Linked DNA regions of Hordeum vulgare: region 2 is linked to region 1. A link is a contact called in public Hi-C data. All regions are on one chromosome and are shown on one strand. The core of a region is the stretch at or near the end of the contact, and the rest is flanking DNA. Distances in the headings are between cores, read along the strand shown.

Region 1 (2,852 bases), core at 151-2,650:
GGGGAGGCATGCCACCTTTGAGGTGCAGTCCATGACATGGTGTCATGGAGGTTTGGTTGGCCTAAGTGGTACCGTCCGTGACGCTGGCCAGATTGGTTCCATGGAAGGGCAGTTACAGACCCGATTGCATTCTTCTTTCCTTGTTCAAGGACTATTTTGCATTTTGCGGTGCCTTGTTAGTATTGTCATGTTTCTAAGGGGTCTAGTTACAAAATCTACTATAATGCTTATCAATGAATGGGTCCTTCTGGACCCTACCTTTCTGTTCAAAAGAAAAGAAATAAAAAGGGGAGTGTTACTCGTTCGCCGGCTAATCTTTTTAAAAGACCAACTAGGTCCCGAGCCGTCAGATTCGTCGGATCGAACGAGCCGAGCATGCCTTCATCACTACAACATAGGTCTTGTTGCAAAATTATTCCTGTCATATAGGTTTTCTTGTAGAATGTTTTTGCAACCGTTGCTTTGTTAACAAATTGCAATTTTTTTATAACTGAGGTCTTATTGCAGAAAATTTCTACACTTAAGGTTTTTTTGTAAAACATAGACATATAATAGACCATTGCAACACCGCATATGTTTCTAGAACGTATCTTGTGTGCTCGAGAGGTGGTGGACTCGGCCGTTGCAATCCGTTGGATGGTGGTAACCTTTTCCCGAAATAAAAAGACAAATATAATAATAGCATGGTGTTTGACTAGAGTTATACTCCCTCCGTTCCTAAATATGTGTCTTTTTAAAAATTTCATTAAAAAACTACATACAATGTATATTGACATAATTTAGAGTATAGGTTTATTCATCTTGTTCCGTATTCAGTTCTTTATTAAATTTATTTTAAAAAATATATTTAAAAACGAAGGAAGTAGTCGAGGAGTGTTTTAGCTAAAAGGGTGCTTTGATCCAAGAGACTAAACTAGTCTGACTAAAAATAGTCCCTTTAAGAGGCTAAAGTTCCAAGCATCACTGACTAAAGAGAGGCTAAAACTAGTCTTGAGGCTAAAATCTTTTAGTCAGGGGTACCCCTACTAAAATATGGATTAGTCATCTCTCTCCTCATTTAACTCCTCTGCTTTAACACATGCGAGTTCTGGATTGGAGGATTTGGAGAATAATAAATGCCCATTAACTTAATTTTAGTTTTTTTAGTATTTGGATCTAAACATAGATGAGGCTAGCAAGTTTTAGTCCCACTACTTTTAGTCATGGGACTAAAACGTATCAAGCACCCTCTAAGGATCATTAAAAGTTCACGCACGAGCGCTGGCCGTAGAACCTCACAACTTCAAAGGGCTAAAATGAAAAAAAAGCAAACACCCCTTCTTCAAATCCCAAACGTCACAAGCGAAAAGGGTGAAAACGAAACGAAACGTAGTGCAGCTAGGGCCACACGCTTCCCCCCCGCGCCGCTCCGAAACTGAAAACCGGACGAGTCCCCATCTCGGGCGGCATCTCATCTCTCTTCCCCATCTCCGGCTTCCCCCATGTGGCTGCCCTGGGTCAAGACGCGCTCCACCTCCCCCACCACCTCCTCCTCCTCCTCCACCTCCACCTGCTCCTCCACGGCGCTCACCGCCGCCTCGCCGCGCCTCTCCTTCAACTCGCCCTCCCTCAAGGACCTCCAGGCCCTCCTCCGCTCCGACCCCGCCGCGCCCTCCCCTTCCCCGCCGCACACGGCCCCGCGCTCCGCCCGCGTCTTCCACCGCGTCCGCGTGGCCGCCTCCGCCCTCCGCGCGCTCCGCACCCTCCAGGCGCCGCCGCCCGCGGCCGAGGCCGACCGCCGCGTCGTGCTCTACTACACCTCCCTCCACGTCATCCGGGGCACCTACGAGGACTGCCGCGCCGCGCGCGCCATCCTGCGGGGGCTCCGCGCCTCCGTCGACGAGCGCGACCTCGCCATGGACGCGCGCTACCTCGAGGAGCTCACGGCCCTCCTCCCGCGCGCCCGCCGGATCACGCTCCCGCAGGTCTTCGTCGGCGGCCGCCACCTCGGCGGCGCCGAGGAGCTCCGCCGCCTGCACGAGTCGGGCGAGCTCCGGCGCGTCGTGGCCGGCGCCGCGTCCCTCGCCGCCTGCGGCCGCTGCGGCGGCGAGCGCTACGTCCTGTGCGGCAGCTGCGACGGGAGCCACAAGCGGTACAGCCTCAAGGGCGGCGGCGGGTTCCGCACCTGCGCCGGCTGCAACGAGAACGGCCTCGTCCGCTGCCCGGACTGCTCGCCGCCGGTCGTCTGATCCAGATTCAAAAAGGTTCCAATCCGCCGATGACTTGTGTACTACTCAGTAGTCAGTAGTAGTAGATTTTTAATTTCGTAGCGGGTACCAAAAATCGGGATAAGAAATGGGGCTCTGTGTGTAGTCTTTACTACTACTACTCTACATGATTTAGTGTAACTGGTGTCTGATCTGATACAGTACCGTGTGATGAATTGGGAGTTGCAAGTTTTCAGCATTTCCAAACCAAACACTAAATGTTGTCTTGGGTAGTACTCCCTCGTTCCTAAATACAAGTCTTTTTGATGGTTCTATTAGAGGATTACATTTTAGAGCGTAAATTTGCTTATTTTGTTCCGCACATAGTCTTCTAGTAAATTTTTTAAAAAGATTTATATTTAGAAACGGAGGGAGTACTTACTACTAACTACTTACTTTCTCTTTGCTAAGCTATGCTGAGGAGATTAAGTCTGAATCTAAGTTCGTTCGGTGACCTGACCTGACCCTAGTAAATGGTTGATAAATGTGAGCAGTACTACTGCTTAACAGTAGAAGTGAAGATAGATTTATCCTGTGAATTGTACCGTGAGGCTTCTGCTGTTGTGCATGTGCAAGGCATGAGCTCCATTACATTTCTCGTTTTTC
Region 2 (3,044 bases), core at 165-2,664, 140 kb before region 1:
AATTCACAAGTAACTTTCTTGCGACCTTCCAGTCCAAGTAATACAACAGAAGGTTGTTTACTGCATGCGACCATGGTTGTCAGTTTGTGACTAGACTGCCGGGAGCGTAATTTTTGTTCAATCTTAATTAAACTCTCAAGTTACTGCATGGCATGGCAGTACAAAAGGACAGGGGATTGCCTACGTCGTGGACTGAGACTTGACGAAGTCTCAGTCAAGTAATACAGCACGCAAAAAAAGAACTGAGAATTTTTTTTATTTGCATAAATCTTGATGCAAAATCAACGGACTACAATATCGACTGAGACTTGACTGATTTTTAGCAAAGCCGAAAGGACAGAGGTATACTTACGTAGCCCTTCTCTCGCGCCACGTCCAGCGGAGTCCTCCCGCGCGCGTCGGCCGCCGCGGAGTCGGCACCCATGTCCACCAGCTCTGCCACGGCCTCTGCTTCGCCGGCCGCGGCCGCGACGTGCAGAGCCGTCCTGCCGTCCTTGTCGCGCACCGCGAGCGCCTCCTGCCCCAGTCTCCTCACCTCTCCGCAGTCGCCCCGCGCCGCAGCCGCGTGCAGCGGCGCCCACTGCTCGGCCTCCGGTACAGCCGCCTCGGGGTCGAGGACCGGTAGGAGGTGCGGCTGCCGGCGCAGGATGAGGCGCACGGCCGCGGAGTCCCCGGCGTCGGCGGCGAGGCGGAGCAGGTAGGGCCCGCCGAAGAACACGCGGAGGCGGATGGCGCCGCCGGGCACGGAGGCCGCTGAGTCGAGGTGCGCGGCGGAGAGGGAGGAGAGGACGAGGAATCGGTCGGCGCGAGAGCGCGGGAAGGACGGCGGCGCGTGCGGCTGCGGGCGGAGCACGACGCGGATGGTGGCCGAGGAGAGGGGCTGCAGGGCGCCGCGCGGCGGGCTGACGAGGAACTTGAGCGGGGAGGAGGTCTGCACCTTGAAGGCGACGGGGAGCGTCGGGTGCAGCGAGCGGAGGCGGAGGTCCACGCGGCACTTGGAGCTGGGCTTGAAGTCGACGACCACCTCCTCCTCCGCCACCTCCAGGAGCTGCTGCTGCTGCTCGGGCGCCGCCGGCGGTTTGGCTGCGTCGGCGGAACTGGCGGGAACGGAGCAGGCTGGCTTAGCAGCGGCCATCTATCTCCGTTGGAAGCGCGCGGGGTGGTATGTGCAGGCAGCGGAGCTGGAAGCGCGGAATGGTGTCTGTACCCGAGCATCTGGTGGCTGTACCTAGGAAGAAAGGATGGCGCTTGCTCTTTTGCTGGCACGCTGGCTGGATCGAGCAATGAGAGGATGCTGGCTTCTGTGACAGTGTGCCATGGTAGATTCCGGTGTGATGTACAGAGCCATGATTAATGACAGAGAGAGAACGTTGATATTCCAGTGGACCACGCTCTGCAATACGTAAAACCGTTTGTTTCACACACTGCTCTGAACGTGTCCACACCGTGTCAACGTGTCAACGTAGTTTCCAATCCGACGGCTTCAGTTGATATGCTGCCAGAAGAGGCCACACCGTGTCCGGCAAGGCGTGCCGGCTCGCCGGATCCCGCATGCATGCATGCATGCATGATAACCTACCTACGGGACCAGCAGAGAATGATGGATCCAGGTCCAGCACGAGCAAGCAAAGCGCCGAGGAGTGGCATCGCTACCGCACGTCCCATCAGACCGGGTGGCAAGCGAACGATCACGCCATGCAATGATGCAAAGCGCTACAATCCACGGTACCCCCCGTGAGGCCGTGAACCGAAGGCATCCGCCCGCCCGCGCGTCGTGCCTCCGTCACGCGACGAGACGAGAGGATCGTTGGATTCGTCTAGGCGCCATGTGCCCTCCCGGCTCCGTCACGCGAATCGGCGCAGAAACGAGGGCGCGATCGCGGCCGCTTCCGCTGCTACGTGAGCGGCCCCGGGCACCGCATCCCACGTCTCCGTGCAGCTCGGCGTCCAGATGCTCGGGCAACAGGACAGGAGTGCTTGCTGCCGCTACCAAACGAAACGGTTCTGCTTCACCGGCTTTATACTACAGTACTGTATTACGCGACGCGCCGTACCTCCGTCGTCCGGTACTCATGCTCATGCGTCTACAGTACATATCAGTTCTGTGAGACTGTGACTGAGACGCTCGCGCACCGTACCGATTCAGCTACACACCACGCTTGCAATATATACTAAATATAAGTCTTTTTAAAGATTTTTTTATTAAAAACTATATATAAAATAAAATAAATAAATTTATACTTTAAAGTATGTCTATACATATTCGTATATAGTCCATAATGAAAACCTCTAAAAAGACTTGTAAGAATGGAGGAAGTCAAACATCTCTTTATATAAGTCTTTCTAAAAATTTCATTAAAGACTACATACGAAGTGAAATGAGTAAATTTACTTTCTAAAATACGTCTATATACATTCGTATGTACTCCGTAGTATGTAATGAAACCTCTGAAAAAACTTATATTTAGCTATGGGGGAGTAAAACATTTCTTTTGCAGATTGAATGCAAAAGGTCTCCTCTCCTGCTCTATAATTCTATATGGTGAATGCACTAGCTAGTGATATCTTATGGTGACCGAATAGTTTGCATACGCCTTGTTTTAAATTTTGTCATGTAAGCGTCTGTAGTCCAACGGTCAGGATAATTGCCTTCCAAGCAATAGACCCGGGTTCGACTCCCGGCAGACGCATCTTCTTTTTTACAAGCCTGCCGGGCCACTTTTTATCTGCAGGGGCAGTCACTTGCTTCTGCAGTTCAGTAACTCAAAACATTTTGTGGACAACGAATGCAAAAGGTTTCCTGCTTGCAGGATCAATCAGATTGATGCATTGATGGTCACTGCACTAAACACTGGCTAGTGGCATCTTTGCACATTTCGTTGAGATACTATGCCATCTTCGTTTACTGGTATGTTTAAATTCAAACAACATAGCGTCTGTAGTCCAACGGTTAGGATAATTGCCTTCCAAGCAATAGACCCGGGTTCGACTCCCGGCAGACGCATTTTTTGTGCAACTATTTTTGTCATGATCTGGAATTAGGC

Evidence for each region. Hi-C and Micro-C count contacts between places; a contact is called where the count stands out from the background.
Region 2: a Hi-C map of leaf shows a contact between it and region 1, with 2.6 times the contacts expected there. The contact joins the promoter of LOC123440574 here to the promoter of LOC123440573 in region 1. A contact is called at or near these places in 2 of 6 Hi-C or Micro-C datasets (both in leaf) and 1 of 1 datasets of contacts at active chromatin or transcription factors (embryo).

The regions. Positions count from the first base shown.
Region 1 is chr3H:554,866,669-554,869,520 of MorexV3_pseudomolecules_assembly, reverse strand. LOC123440573 reads left to right here and starts at 1,400. Exons shown (of 1, transcript XM_045117137.1): 1 at 1,400-2,458. The coding sequence starts at 1,482. The coding sequence ends at 2,228.
Region 2 is chr3H:555,005,944-555,008,987 of MorexV3_pseudomolecules_assembly, reverse strand. LOC123440574 (protein VAPYRIN-like) reads right to left here and starts at 1,414. Exons shown (of 2, transcript XM_045117138.1): 1 at 353-1,414. The coding sequence starts at 1,135. It overlaps TRNAG-UCC (a tRNA gene), which reads left to right and starts at 2,619; the gene lies at 2,619-2,690. It overlaps TRNAG-UCC (a tRNA gene), which reads left to right and starts at 2,933; the gene lies at 2,933-3,004.